Linked DNA regions of Mus musculus: all the other regions are linked to region 1. Evidence: chromatin contacts called from public HiChIP or PLAC-seq data. All regions are on one chromosome and are shown on one strand. The core of a region is the stretch at or near the end of the contact, and the rest is flanking DNA. Distances in the headings are between cores, read along the strand shown. Region 1 overlaps Trio (triple functional domain (PTPRF interacting)). Region 2 has its middle 16 kb from the start of Gm31458. Region 3 has its middle 44 kb from the start of Dnah5.

Evidence for each region. HiChIP or PLAC-seq counts read pairs in DNA pulled down with a chosen protein or histone mark.
Region 2: an HNF4G HiChIP or PLAC-seq map of pancreatic cancer cells shows a contact between it and region 1. The contact joins two enhancer-like sites. A contact is called at or near these places in 3 of 484 Hi-C or Micro-C datasets (B cells, the C2C12 cell line and muscle stem cells) and 4 of 115 datasets of contacts at active chromatin or transcription factors (bone marrow-derived macrophages, differentiating embryonic stem cells, embryonic stem cells and 1 more).
Region 3: an HNF4G HiChIP or PLAC-seq map of pancreatic cancer cells shows a contact between it and region 1. The contact joins two enhancer-like sites. A contact is called at or near these places in 18 of 115 datasets of contacts at active chromatin or transcription factors (VIP interneurons, bone marrow-derived macrophages, differentiating embryonic stem cells and 12 more).

What each region holds. Positions count from the first base shown.
Region 1 is chr15:27,941,640-27,946,302 of GRCm38.p6, reverse strand. All of the region lies in intron 1 of Trio (triple functional domain (PTPRF interacting)), which reads left to right. Among named protein-coding and RNA genes, the nearest start is that of Gm29975, 51 kb to the left of the region's middle. Within about 2 kb of position 2,667, at least 98 of the 459 cell types and tissues checked have an H3K27ac peak or open chromatin away from gene starts, as enhancers often do. A contact at or near this core is called in muscle stem cells, oligodendrocyte precursor cells, pancreatic cancer cells and 1 more, where this site is marked.
Region 2 is chr15:28,080,046-28,085,164 of GRCm38.p6, reverse strand. No RefSeq gene overlaps it. Among named protein-coding and RNA genes, the nearest start is that of Gm31458, 16 kb to the right of the region's middle. Within about 2 kb of position 3,839, at least 67 of the 459 cell types and tissues checked have an H3K27ac peak or open chromatin away from gene starts, as enhancers often do. A contact at or near this core is called in muscle stem cells and pancreatic cancer cells, where this site is marked.
Region 3 is chr15:28,157,737-28,162,395 of GRCm38.p6, reverse strand. It overlaps a transcript of Dnah5 not described here. Among named protein-coding and RNA genes, the nearest start is that of Dnah5, 44 kb to the left of the region's middle. Within about 2 kb of position 3,000, at least 278 of the 459 cell types and tissues checked have an H3K27ac peak or open chromatin away from gene starts, as enhancers often do. A contact at or near this core is called in oligodendrocyte precursor cells, pancreatic cancer cells and stem cell-derived neural progenitor cells, where this site is marked.

The DNA.
Region 1 (4,663 bases), core at 1,418-3,917:
TTTACAGACGAAACTGGTTTCTTCTTTGTTAGGAGATGCTGACAAACCTCATACTGGAATATGATATGGTACAAGTTTACACTTTTGTGAGTTGTGGAACAAGTTTTTATGAGTTCATGGGTCTCTAGAGTGAGTAATTAAACTGGTGATCAGCTGAAAGAAGAGTGTTACCTTTGTGTGTGTGTGTGAGAGAGAGAGATGCTAGTGTTAAAATTTAGGCTCTGCTGTCTGTCTGCATCTCCTGTTTTGCTTTTCATGTAGATTATAAACAAACAAGTGATAGATTTATGGGCTAAGGCTCTTTTGCAAATACCTTCCTTCCATATTAACTGCAAGGACCCTTTTCATGAACACTTGGTGCATATGTACCCGTGTGTATCCTCCACTTGATAATGTGTCCTTGAGCATCATAAGTGTGACTCTGTCACCAGGAATTAGAAGGCGCCACTGTAAGGAAACACAGTAAAAGGGAGGGGTAGGCGGGACTTGAGGCTTTACATAATTTTGTAGCGTGTTCACAGAATTTCTGGTCTGTAAAACAATTTGCTGAATTAGGCTTTCTTAGCAGATGTGCTGGGAGCGAGCAGACAATTTCTGCCTTTGTCCCTACTTAGAACTAAACGGCACGCTCTGAGGACCCCAAGAGCCTTCTGCTTAGTTGAAGCGTGCTTGCTTGCTACACGGGGCTAAAACTGGCTTGTTGTGGATATGGCTGCCTTTCCCATCCTGAGACTGCCTGCCTGTGGACGGCTTTGAGGAGTAGCCAGGCACACACTGACTTGCTCACTTTGGTTTCTTGGTTCTCTCTTCTTTCAGACCCTGTGTCATTAGATTTATATTTACTTATAGGTTTATACGTTTAGATATGCCATTTACACTAGCAGCGCAACCTGTTGGTGCCATGGGTGTGACATGAGTGACAGCACATTGGCAGCTTGGAACATTTTTCCACAACAGTTCAATACATTTGAGTGCTACAACTTTTTTTCCTAGTAAACCTAAATTATGCGACATGATTCCGATAGTGCTTCAAGTGATAGTGATGATAATGAACTGCTCAGAGTCGCTTGTAGTGCTTACTCTGTGCAGGCACAAGCCTCCTCATGCAACCCTGCTAGGTGGGGGTACACACGCAAGAACGTGGCACGACACAAAGGCTGCCGCAGTGCACGACTCAGATGTGGAGTGCAATGATGTGCCGTCTGTGCCCTCAGCTCAGGGCAGACTGCTGCCCTACCCACTCTACTCAGTGTTTTCCAGCTCCATCAGCATGGCCTCAGGTGTGCATCTGGGTCACTCACGTAATGAAGATGGAGGCACCCTCTTTTCTTCACCTTTGTATCTGAGCATAGGGACAAGGCTGTTGCCGTAGAACAGAGCAAGCTCTAGTATGGGCAAATCTCAAGTCACTAGTAAGGGCAAATCTCGAGTCTTCGCAGTTGTTTTTTGTTTAAAAATAGTATTTAACCTGGCTGTGGGTTTTCCCTTTGTGGATCCTCACAAGAGATTCCCATGTTGTCTGCCAGTTCAGAGAACAATCAAGTTTGCGTTTTCACTCTTCAACAAACGCAGCGCTAGAGGTGAAGAGGATGCACAGGGTACTGACAGGCAGCCTGACCTTACGTTCCCTCAGCACTTCTGGAGAATAAACCAGAAATGGGAAGCAAGGTCCTCACCTTACTTCTGTACACCTCACTGGACAAGGTGTATGTGTGCGCATGTGTGTACACATGTATGTGTGTGTTTATATGTGTGTATGATGTATTTGCACATGTGTGTGTGTGCACATGTGTGCATGCGGGCTTGACCACACCAGCGGAGCCCAGCTGGTGACACTCCTCTTCTCAGGACAAGCAGGAAGAGTTTAGATCAAGCTCTGTCCCTCTCTGTGATGTGTGAGGGTGCTCACACTACCATTGCTTTCTGTCCAGCTGCTTCCCTGAGGTTTTTCTCTCGGTTAGTGTTCTAGGTGTCAGACAGTCTGTCTGTCTGTCCTGCCTCTTCTGATGCTTGTTCTTTCCAGTCTGCATTCACTGCACTATTCTTCGGCATTTGGTGTGGCCAGCCCATGCAACCTTTTGACATGAAATGAACTGTTTTAGAAGATACTCTTCAGTGCTAGCAGCCCCTCCCTCCTCCTTGCGTGCGTGTGTGTGTGTGTGTGTGTGTGTGTCCAGCTTAAGGAGGCTTTAATTCATCCTCCTGCACGTCTGCGGCGCTTGATTAGAAGGAAGTCGCACATGCCGGACTCACTGCTCTCTTCTATTCTAAGACTATTTGGAACTAATGAGAACGTGATTTCTGGCAAGAGGTATGTCACGTGGAGACACAGACGAGAAGTATCAGCAGGTGGATTCGCCTCTAGCGTTTGCCGTGAGTCAGACACGCACGGTGAATGTAATTAGGTTTACTAAAAGACCTTGTTGACTTTGTGAGCTGGCAGTGTCTCCCTTGCTTCCATACAGTTTTTTGTTATCTGTTGTTGTTGTTGCCTGTGGAGGTGGAGGTGGTGGTGGTGATATTGACTCTGTTATAGGCATGCCTGCAGTCTAGAGCCCCTAATAGAGGTACTTGTGGGAAAGCAGCAAAGGCCTCATCTGAGCCTCTTCTGTTCTGTTCAGCGAATTCATTGGTGCAGCAACAATGCCATATGTGGGGCCGTGCTTGGCAGAAGGAATGCTCTCAGGGAGGGGTGACTCAGAGCCCAAAGCCAGGCTGCACTATTTAGCTGCCGGTGGTGGCAAGGCACTTTAATGTATAATGCCTTGGGCCTATTATCTAACATAAGGCCAGGGACATAAAACTCAAGGACTGATGTCTTACCCATTTCATTAGACCTTAAAGTCTTTAACACCTGGTGGGGCGGTGGGGGGGGGGATTCCTTTTTTCTTTTTCTTTTAAAGATTTATTTATTTATTATATGTAAGTACACTATAGCTATGTTCAGACACTCGAAAAGAAGGCATCCGATTTCGTTACGGATGGTTGTGAGCCACCATGTGGTTGCTGGGATTTGAACTCAGGACCTTAGGAAGAGCAGTCAGCGCTCTTAACTGCTGAGCCATCTCACCAGCCCCTCCTTCCCCCCCCCCCAAAAGATGCTTACCGGATTGGATGATAGATGCGTGATATTTGAAACAACCAGTTTCAGATATGCACTTTGAAATGCTCACTTCTTACTTTATGATTTGACGCAGAAAACGTATAGGGTTTTCTGTTTGTGGTTGGCAATCATGGAGAAGGCCGCCTCACCTGTAGTGGTCCACACACTTTCCTTTAAGGCTGGCAGAGGAGGTTTTTTTTTTTTGTTGTTGTTGTTGTTGTTTTTTTTCCTTTGTGAGGCTTTATAGAATTACTAAAAGTAAACATTTATGACCCACTTTCTGAATTCTAAGCATAGCCTATTCTCAGCATAGCCTATACTTTATTTTGTTCCGTATTGTGGCAGTACTCTATGATATGAAGGCTATTGAGGGTAAGAATCAGCCATTGAAATAAGTAGGAAGTTCTCACTGACTTATGGAACATTTATCCCAGTTGTATCTCTCATGGCAAAGCGTTGAATCCTTTACCCATCACACTGGCCAGGAGCTGGCTCCATGTTCTGCTATCTGCTCTGGTTGGGTTGGAGTAAGAAGGAGTGGGCGGATTTCCAGAGGGAGGCTGCAGATGCTGGAGCTGTAAACACAGGGAACATGAGACTTAAGACCGGGGATAGGCAGGTGTATTGGGCTATATTAGGACAGCCAGGGGAGGCCCAGATGAAGGCACAGAATCTAAGGGGGGCCAAGAGGTGGGCACCTCCAAGTTAAATACAGAGCTTAGCGGAGGTGGCAGCTTCAGACAGGCAGGGGGCTGAGGTGGGCAGAGAACAGAACTGGTCTGCCTTTGAATTGCTTTACCACTGGGAATCGTGAGTCAAACTCTGAGCAAACACTGACACATTTTTGACACCGGGCCTGGAAAAGCCAGTGCGTCCCCAGAGTCAGAGAGGAGACAACATTTGCCAGGCAGCTCTCCTGTCATTGTGGGGCTGCCTCACATGCACCTGTGGATGGCCTCTCCCATTCTGTGGTGTGCACATTTGTCCGTGTGTCCCAGCCTTTAAGTAGGGTTATTGTGCGTCGCTCTCTCACCTGTTGCAAGGTTGGCACGGCTTCGCCATGAGTAAACCCAGGAATCTGAGCTTTTCTCTCACTGAAGTTTCTGGTTTCAACCAGAAGAGTCTTTTGAATGTGCACGGTAGGATCAGTGCAGAGTTTTCCAATGGCCCGGGCCCTCTTCGACACCACAGAGATTCTTATTCAGGGGAGTAAGTACAATTCCCTCCCTTCTGTTCCGTGCTTCAGTTAGAGGAGAAAGGCTTATGCTATTTTAGATGCAGCTGTTAACAACAGTCCTATTTTCTTAAGAGCTGGGCTTGCACTGCTCAATGACAGAGATCCGAGAGCAAGCTGAGGACAATTCTATGATAATGAATAGGAGATGCCTCCAGACGCACAGCTCTTCTGTGTGGGGTCAGTAGTCTCTGCAGAGGACACTGTGACAGACTGGCCCTGTTCCCTGAGTGGACTTACTGTCTATTCCTGAGGAGGAAAACAAAAACCCAGAGGTGAAGGGTGCACAGGGCTTGATAGTTGGGCTTCATGTGTCGGGCCTGGGA
Region 2 (5,119 bases), core at 2,590-5,089, 140 kb before region 1:
CAAACTTTATATGCCTCAGTACAGGGGAACGCCAGGGCCAAGAAGTGGGAGGGGGTAGTGGGGGGAGGGTATGGGGGACTTTTGGGATACCATTGGAAATGTAAATGAGGAAAATACCTAATAAAAAAAATTTTTTAAAAAGACTGTGTCTCCTAGTAATGTCAGAAGCTACAACCAGAGAGCATTACCAGCATGACTGCTCAAATGTGATGGAAAATGTGTCTCTTAGAAAAAAGTGCATAAGGATTCAGCCCTGCACCAAGAGCTATAGGCAACTGAGGGAGGCTAACAGCAGGAGGGGTGGTCTTACCAGGGAAGAGCATGCCTATTGGTCGTTCAGTGCCTAGTGCTCATCCCTGAAGACACGCATACAAATATCATTATATGCCCTGAAGAGGTTATATTTAGGAATAAATGCTATGGTGGTTTGAATGGGAATGACCCACAAAGATTCACGTATTTGAATGCTTGGCCATAGGGAGTGGCTCTATTTGGAGGTGTGACTTTGTCAGAGGAAGTGAATTAATGTAGAGGCAGGCTTTGAGGTCTCCCATGTTCAAGGTATACCCAGTGTGGTACATGGTTTCCTTCTGCTGCTTACAGATCAAGATGCAGAACTCTTAGTTCCTTCTCCAGCACCATGTCTACCTGGATGCTGCCATGCTTCCTGCCATGATGATAATGGTCTGAACTTCTGAAACCATAAGCTAGCCCCCAATTAAATATTTTGTTGTTTTGTTTTGTTTTGATTTGTTTTGTTTTGTTTAATAAGAGCTGCCATGGTCATGATGTCTCTTTGAAGCAATGAAACCCTAAGACAGATGAATATCTACACACAAATATATTCACACACACACATACAATAACAATTAGTTTTTACAAAGGAGAACACGAATTTGAAGGGAAGCAACAGGGTTGTATGAGAGAGTTTGAAGGGAGGAAAGAGGAGAGAAAGACATCATAATTATAGCATAGTATCAAAAATTAAATTAAATTAAAAAAAGAAACATATCCAGTTTTCTAAAGATTTTTTTATTATTCTTCTTGAGTACACCATAGCTGTCTTCAGGCACATCAAGAGAGGACATCAGATCCCAATACAGATGGTTGTGAGCCACCATGTGGGTGTTGGGAATTAAACCCAAGACCTCTAGAAGGGCAGTCAGTGCTCTTAACCGCTGAGCCATCTCTCTGGTCCCATTCAGTTTTTTTAAGCAACAAGAAAAAATAATGGCAACCACTCCAGCTGAGTGGCAAAGTTTACATCCTATTATACGGCCTTCAATAAACAACTGTAAGACAAAATTATTACCTGGTAAGACACAAGATCATTTTTATAACAAAGGAAGTCAGTACTCGATTTTATAACAGTTGCAGAAGAACAATGTTTAGCAAATGTTAAAACCTTAAATGAGATGTAAGCTGTATCTATTTTAGTTAACTGTCTCATTACAGTAGCCAAACACCTGTGAAGAAGCAACTCTGAAAAGAAAAGACTTAATTGGGCTTATTGTTTGAAGGTATCCCAGCAGGAAAGGCACATGGCTATAGTGGGACCATAAAGAGGCTTGCTCACATTGTGTGTGTAAGAAAACAGCTCAGAACACTGTCAACAGGCCAGACGCCCCAGAGCTCCCGGGGACTGGACCACCAACCAAAGAGTACACATGGAGCAACCCATGGCGCTGGCCACATATGTGGCAGAGGATGGCCTTGTTAGACATCAGTGGGAGGAGAGGCCCTCTGGCCTGAGGGTGTTCAATGCCCCAGTGTATGGGAATACCAGGGCAGGAGTGGGTGGGTGGGTGAGTGGGGGAGCACCCTTATAGAAGCAGGGGGAGGGAGAGGAGGAAGAGGGTTTCGGAGATCTGAAAAGGGGAAAACATTTGAAATGTAAATAAAGAAAATACCCAAGGGGGAAAAAGAAGGAGAGGGAGAGGGAGAGGGAGAGGGGAAGAGGGAGAGAGGGAGAGAGAGAAAGAGAGAGAGAGAGAGAGAGAGAACGGCAGGCAGGCAGGCAGGCAGGCAGGCAGGCAGGCAGGCAGGCAGGCAGGCAGAAAGGAAAGAAAGAAAGAAAGAAAGAAAGAAAGAAAGAAAGAAAGAAAGAAAGAAAGAAAGAAAGAAAGAAAGGAAGGAAGGAAGGAAGGAAGGAAGGAAGGAAGGAAGGAAGGAAGGAAGGAAGGAAGGAAGGAAGGAAAGAAAGAACAGCTCAGACAGGAATTAGGGCCAGGCTAAGTCTCAAAGCCCACTCTAACCCCAAACTCAAAAAAGATCCATCTCCTCCAGCGAGGCCCTACCTCCCAAAGGCTCTGAAACCTCTCAAAAAAAAAAAAAAAATCCCAAAAGCAGAAGATCAAATATTCAAACCCAATGGGGGACATTCTTACACCTAAAATATAATAGCATCAGAAGTGGCAAGGCATCAACGTGTACCAGCAGACTGCCCTGCAAAGCAAGATGACTGTCTGATGAAAAACTCAGGAAATTCCTAAGTCATCCACAGTGGTACAAGGCCTGTTGGAATCAAACACACTGGCAGAGCTGGAGGGTTGACGCAGCTGTTAAAAGCATTTGTTGTTCTTGCAGAGGACCTGGGTTCTTTTCCCAACACCCACATGGCGGTTCACAACCATCTATAATTCTAGTTCCAGAGAATCCAATGTCCTCTTCTGACCTCCGCAGACACCAGGTACACATGTACACACATGAAGTAATAAAATAAATAAGCCTAAAATAAAATTTTAAAACCATCGATCCATCAATGGCTATGGTATTACACTGCTTATTTACTTTTGTAATTTTTAAAGATTGGTTTGTCTTTATTTTATTTATCTTGGTGTTTTGCTGGAATGTATGTCTGTGTGAGGGTGTCAGATTCCCCTGGAACTAGAATTGCAGAGAGTTTTGAGGTGCCAGGTGGGAGCTGGAAATTGAACCCTGGTCTTCCAGAAGACATCTAAGTCACCTCTCCAGTCCGTATGCTTATTATTTTCAAAGTCTTTGACATCAAAGGAGCCATACAAATGGGTCTATGAGGGAGAATTCGTTCTACTATCTTCACTTGAGATTTTCAACTGCAAACCAATTGATACTATAAATCAAACTTTTTAGTGATAATATCTAGTAGCACAATGGACTAACTAAATATGAAATAGAAGGCGGACGAGGTAACTCTGTGATACATAATATAACCTGCTCTTATAGAAGACTCGTGTTCAGTGCTGAGCATTCACGTCAGGGAGCTCGTAAGGGCTTGGAATTGCAGCTCCATGTGATCTGACACCTTCTGAACTCCATGAGCATTCCACTAATGTATATGTGTGTGCACACACAAACACACAGAGAGAAAGAGATAGTTGCACATATACACATAATATTTTAAATAAAATATTTTAAAGACACAAAATAGTAGTTATAAATAAAATATAGAAATGGATATCTATAATAGAGCTTTGCTTATACTAAACCATATTGACCTAAAAACGAACGTATCTGACATGAATTTGTAGACACTTTAAAACTTCAATAAATAATGCTATTGGATTGGTCTAGTAATGTTGGTGTTTATTGGCTAGTTAGCTATCTTTAACACTTTGAAAATTATTTTCTGTGTCTGAGTTAGGGTTTGGAAGTGACAAGATGCTGCACTCCACCAATCTGAAGTGTCAGGATGCCCTACCCACAAGTCTGTCTCGGAGTAGCTGCTGTTTTCTGACCTCTTATCCTCTGCCAGGTAGTGACGTAGTAGTCAAGCTGAACTGTCTCATTCCACAGCTGACTCATTCGTGAAAACCACATCTAACTGTGGTTTCAGAGCTTTCTTCACGTGATGTCTGACCCTCGCTGGCTCTAGCCGGCAAGGACTTTGAAGTCTTTTGTCCTAATGCTATGATCTCAACATTTGTCATCTCCAAACCCCGTGTTGGAATTTAATTGCAATTGTAACAGAATGAGGAAGTGTAACCAAAAAAACCAATTAGGCCAAGAGTGTTCAACTATAACAGGTGGGGATAATACCATTATGACAGGATCCGTTTGGCCCCCTCTTGTCTCTTACCCTTCTGCCTTTTGTTATGTAAAGGTTCAGGCAAATTTCAAGGCTCCATATTGCAAGAAGATGACAGTGAGCTTTATCAAATACTGAAACTGTTGGTGTCCCTAGCCTAGAACTTGCACCCTCCAGAGCTTCCAGCAATAAATTTGTATTAGCATGTTTATAAGACAGTGATGTTCTGTTATAGGGGCATAAATGAACTAAGATACTTACTTTATTGCACTAAAAGAGCCCACTGGGTGCCTGGAATAAAAAGAAAGAAAACGATGGGAGTGGCCAGGCACACCTGCCACCTCCTCCTTTTCCACCCCATCCCTTTGGAAAGATGCATGGAAGTTGGGAAAGCCACCATTGTCATGGACCAAGGAGATTCAAACCAGTTTACCTCAACTGGGCAAACTGAAAGAGCGTCCTGGTTCCTTTGGCTTGTTCTGTTCAGCAGTGAGAAGAGCATGACTTCCCTGAATGGGCCATTCTTCTAGCAAGAAAGGCTGGAATACTAGAGGAGCATCCTCTTCCAGAAAGTTAGAGACTTCAGGATAAAGGATCTCCACTGGATCTGGTGTAGCTTGTCTGTCTGTCCTGCCTTCCCTTTCCCAGAATTCCAATCATCTCCTTACCACTTAATTTAAGTGACATTATCTCCTTTCTGAAAGAATATTGGACATAATAAAGTCTCTCTGGTATATTAGGGATGATACGTAGCCTTATTCATGACACTAGGTATTTACATACCAGGACAAAAGTCTTCTAAATTCAACATTTAGGAGGTAGACTTTGACGATCACCTGAGGGTTATACATAGTAACATAAACCTGTGGCCCCAGCACTCAAGAGGCTCAATCAGGAGAATCCTAAGTTTGAGGTTAGCCTGGGCTACACAAGGAGATGCTGTCTCAAACTACTACATTCCCCCAACACCCAAAAGTAACTGCACTTGGCAGAGCTAGGAATATAACTCATGGCAGGGCACTTATAGACCACATGAAATACACCTTTAACCCCAGCACTCAGGAGGCAGAGGCAGGCAGATTTCTGAGTTCAAGGCCAGCCTGGTCTACAAAG
Region 3 (4,659 bases), core at 1,751-4,250, 220 kb before region 1:
CTGCCAGTTTGTGTTTGATCTACTCTGTCACAAGGATAACCAGAGCTCCAGGTGGGTTGCTTTTATTTATTGAAAGTAAATACTCTCTTTCTATGGGTAGGGAGGAAATTTGGGACTGAGCCTTGTGTATTCTAAACAAGCCTCTACTGCAGAGCGGCAACCCCGGCACAGAATGCCCCTAACATTTCTGCCTAACCATTTGTTTAAATATCTGTTACTGTCTACCAGTCTAGGTCTGGGCTAGCTGGGCTGACCCAGCCACCCTTATCTATAAGGGGAAGAATGGAGGACCCAGAGGAACACCAGGCCACACAGAAGACAAAGGAGAGACCAGTGACAGGCAGCTTACTCTGGTGAGCTCTGAGCAAGCTAATTAAAGGTCTTTATTGCCAAATACAGAGAGGGCAGAGGGGAGAGAAGGCTGAGAGTGATAAACCACAGAGCTATTCTGAGATCCAAGCAACATAGAGACAGCCCTACCCCGGGGGCTCTTTATCGCCAAATAACAGCAGTTTGGCTACAGCTAAGTTTATCAACATGGCAATTTTCATTCCTTTTCCTACCAAAAGAGGTGCCTTGAGCTATATAACATAGACGCTAATCTTCCCATGGATTTTAAAACCTGGAGCTGCAGGATCAAAGGTGTGTGCAGGGTAGTTTATTTGAGGCCTCTCCCTTCAGCATACAGACGACTGTTTTCACACTAGGACCTCATGTGGTCGACCCTTCCCTCTGGCTGTGTATGCCCATGTTCTCATCATCTCTGTTTGCAAAGGTGAGCAATCAGATAGGACCGGGGCTCCCGCTTACAGCCTCATTTGAGCTCTTTCTCAAAAGACACCATGTCCAAACACAATTGCGTCTTGGGGTACCAGAGGGCTGAGACTTCAACCTGTGAGTGCCACGACGGGAGTGAGTTGGCCTGGATTATACAGTGGGGATCTGATACAGTCTTGTTAGCATCTGCTTGTTGACTACAGTACTGACGTCTTTGTTCTAAGTAGAAAGTACTGCTTACTTACTGCAGGATTTGGGCCTCTTTCCCTCCCCTCACTGATGTTCTTCGAAGCCCTGTCAGATCCTTAGCCACTGCTGCAGCTTCACCTGCTGCCTCTCTCCAGAGGGCCCTCCTCTTGTCTCCACTGGGCTTCAGCTCCTCATGAGGCCATGTTTTCTGGCCGGACTGCTCAGCTCTCAGCCTCCTTCTGATCCACTGCTGGCTATAGGCGAGGACCGGTCCTCGGGACTGTCCTCACCACTGTCAGCGTAGCACACAGAGGTCGCTGTCTGTTCTTTGGTGATCTCCAGTCTCTGGACAGTTCCTGAGTTGGCCCTCCTGGAGGAGACTCTCCAGTCAACAATGGTTTCCTTCTCAGAGGTAGGCCTTGCTTTGTGTTTCGAAATGAACAGTCAGTGGGCATCCCAGTCCAGAACGGGATGCTCAGAAATGACCCACTAAGCCCACAGATTTCCAAGAGGAAGATTTTTAATTTTGTTCCTATGTTCAAAAGTCCAGGACCACATCCTGTGGTAGATGCTATCCGAAGACTCAGCCCACGTTCCCCAGTCTCACTCTACTGGCCCCACCTGGAAGCCGCATCAAAAGAACTGATCCTTCATGTTTGATCTCAGGGCAGAAATGCTGGCCTGTGGGAATTTTATCATAATGCCCAGTCTGGGGTAGCTCTCACCTACAGCTTTCACTACTAAGCCAATGTAGAGTACTAACTCTGGGCAGATGTATCACATGGAGTTTAACAAATACCACACCAGTATCCCATCTCCTGAAGACGGTCTCACTGTAAGTCAGTCATAAACAGCAATCAGGCTCCATAACTGCTTGTTATTTGTTTAAAAGAAAAATGAAGTAAAATGCCATTCATTTCAGAGCAAGCATCTGAGGAGCACTAGAGTTATGATAGAAACTTGGGACAAGGGCTTATAAGAATGTGGGCAGGCTGCAGGCGTGAGTCAACGGGGAAAGGGCTGGCTGCACAAGCTAGGGATGTGAATTCAGACCTCAGTACCCATGGAAAGCTGAAGTGCAGAGGCTCACACCCATAAACCCAAACCCAGCAGCAGCAGGAAGAGGCAGCAAGAGCCTGGAGGCTCTCAGACCCGCTGGCCGACCTGAACCACCGCTCCTTGAGAAACCCAGTCACAAAATATAAGTTAGAGACTGATAGAAGAAAGACCTCCCTCCATGGCAGCCAATGCATGTGCATGCAAAGTAAATCTGCACACACACACATACACACACACACACAGCCAGTACACATACACACAAAGTAAACTTCCATAGAGAAAGAGGTGGGGGAGGGCAGGCTCTGGCCAATATACAAACATGCAAAGTAAATCTGCACACACACACTTGTGTGCATGCACACGCATGTATGTGCACACACACATACACACACACACACACAGCCAGTACACATACACACAAAGTAAACTTCCATAGAGAAAGAGGTGGGGGAGGGCAGGCTCTGGCCAATATACAAACATGCAAAGTAAATCTATGCGTGTGCACACACAGGGGGCTGGGAGGGAGAGAAGAAGAGACAGGGAGAGAGAGAAAGAGACAGAAAGACAGACTATGGCCAATACTCACATGCAAATTAAAACTACAGAAACACCACAAAGAGACAGTCTCTGGCTGTGCAAACATGCGCATGCAAAGTAATCCTACTTGCTGTACACACACACACACACACAGAGAGAGAGAGAGAGAGAGAGAGAGAGAGAGAGAGAGAGAGAGAGAAGGCAATCTATATGAAGGAAAAGAGGAAAGAGGCAAAGAAATGGAGGAAGGAGAGAGAAAGGGAAAGAGGAAAAATAAAATGACAAAAGCAAAATGGGAAGGAAAGGACAGAGTGAAGGAGGGAGAAGAGAGGGAGAGAGGGAGAGAAGGAAGGGGACAGAGGGTAGAGGAGAGAGGGCAGGGAAAGGAAGGGACTGAAAGGAGGGGAAGGGACAGAAAGAAGTGGGAGGAGTAGGAGGGAGCGAGGGAGGGCGGGGAAAATGGAGGGAGGGAGAGGAAAAAAAGAGAAAGGGAGACGACAGGAATGGGGAGATTACTAAGACACTGAAGGAGAGAAGGACTCTTCCGCAGAATGAGCCGTTGTACTTTAAACACAGTCGGCACTTCACAAGTGTTTGCTGAATTGAACCGAACTGCTCAAGTGTAGTTAATACTTCCAGCCTCACTTTCTAAGTATTTTCTCTAGAGAGAAGTGAAAGCAAAAGAAAAACACCCAGCCAGCCAGCTCCTCGGCCTTCCGAGCACAGGTGGGGCGGGGCTGGGGGGACGGGCTTGCCCTGGATGGAGCAGACAAAGGGAGCCACCCAGCTCTCCAGGCTGGTTCCCTGGAGATGAAGCAATCCGGGAGATAAAAATATCCTTGGCAGATGATTTACGCTCGAGTTCAGCCGCTGGCTTTCATTCCTAAATAAAGTAACCTAGAGCCGTTCCACTCTTTTTTTTTTTTTTAACCTGTTTGTTGAAGGCCACAAGACAAAGCCAAATGCAAACAGCATAGAGGTATAAATACACTCCCCGGTGGCCCCGAGCCAGGAAAGAGCTAAGCATGACAAAATGGGAAAATGTAACAGGTGAGCTTCCGCCTGGAGTCTTAAAGCAGCCAAGAAAGATGCGGTTCTTAGAAATAGCTATGTTTGCAGGATCTTCTCTCTGATTCTGAGACCAGCTTCATGAGTCCCATTACCCAGACATGAGGGAGACGGGAGTTCTGCCCTCCCTAGGGAAGGTTAAGTTCTATGAGGTCAGTTTTCAGCAACATGACACCGTATGCATTATATTTTTACTTCAGTGTCTATAACCACAGAAACACACCTTTTGCAGTATTGATGATAATTCTCCAGAGCTGCCAAAAATCTTGTCCCTGTCAACCTTGGCTTAGGGTCAATGCTAACACGGAGTAGCACTGAGGGAATGATGTTGTGTGGTGTTACCACAAAACAACTGAGTCCTGCTTCTGTTTCTCTCTCCGTTCTTCTCGCTGACCTGCAAACCTTTCCCACCAATGACTTACATAAACTAGAAGCTGCTTGCTTGGCTGGGGAGACAAAGAATTATAGAAAGTATTTACAAAGATATGATCCATCATGTAATTACCACAGGATACTCCCATAGGATGTAAATTTCTAGAAGGGATATTATGTTTCTTATTTGTTTTTGTTTTTTAAGACAAAGATTCCTGATGTAGCCCGAGCTGGCTGAAAACTTAAACCCCTTTTGCCTCCTTTCCTTTGTTTGTTTGTTTGTTTTTTGGGTTTTTTTGAGACAGGGTTTCTCTGTGTAGCCCTGGCTGTCCTGGAACTCACTTTGTAGACCAGGCTGGCCTCGAACTCAGAAATCCACCTGCCTCTGCTTCCCAAGTGCTGGGATTAAAGGCGTGCGCCACCACCGCCCGGCTTGCCTCCTTCCTAAACACCGAGATCACAGATATGTTTTCTTCAGTGTAGAAATATTATTGGTATATTCAATCAACCTAAAAACATTATCCTATGTACCTTTTCTAGATACAAAACTGTATATACATGAATTTATTACAGGGGGAAAAAAGGCAGGGTTTCTCTACATAGCCCTGGCTGTCCTAGAACTCACTATGTAAACCAAGAAGGCTTCAAACTCAAAGA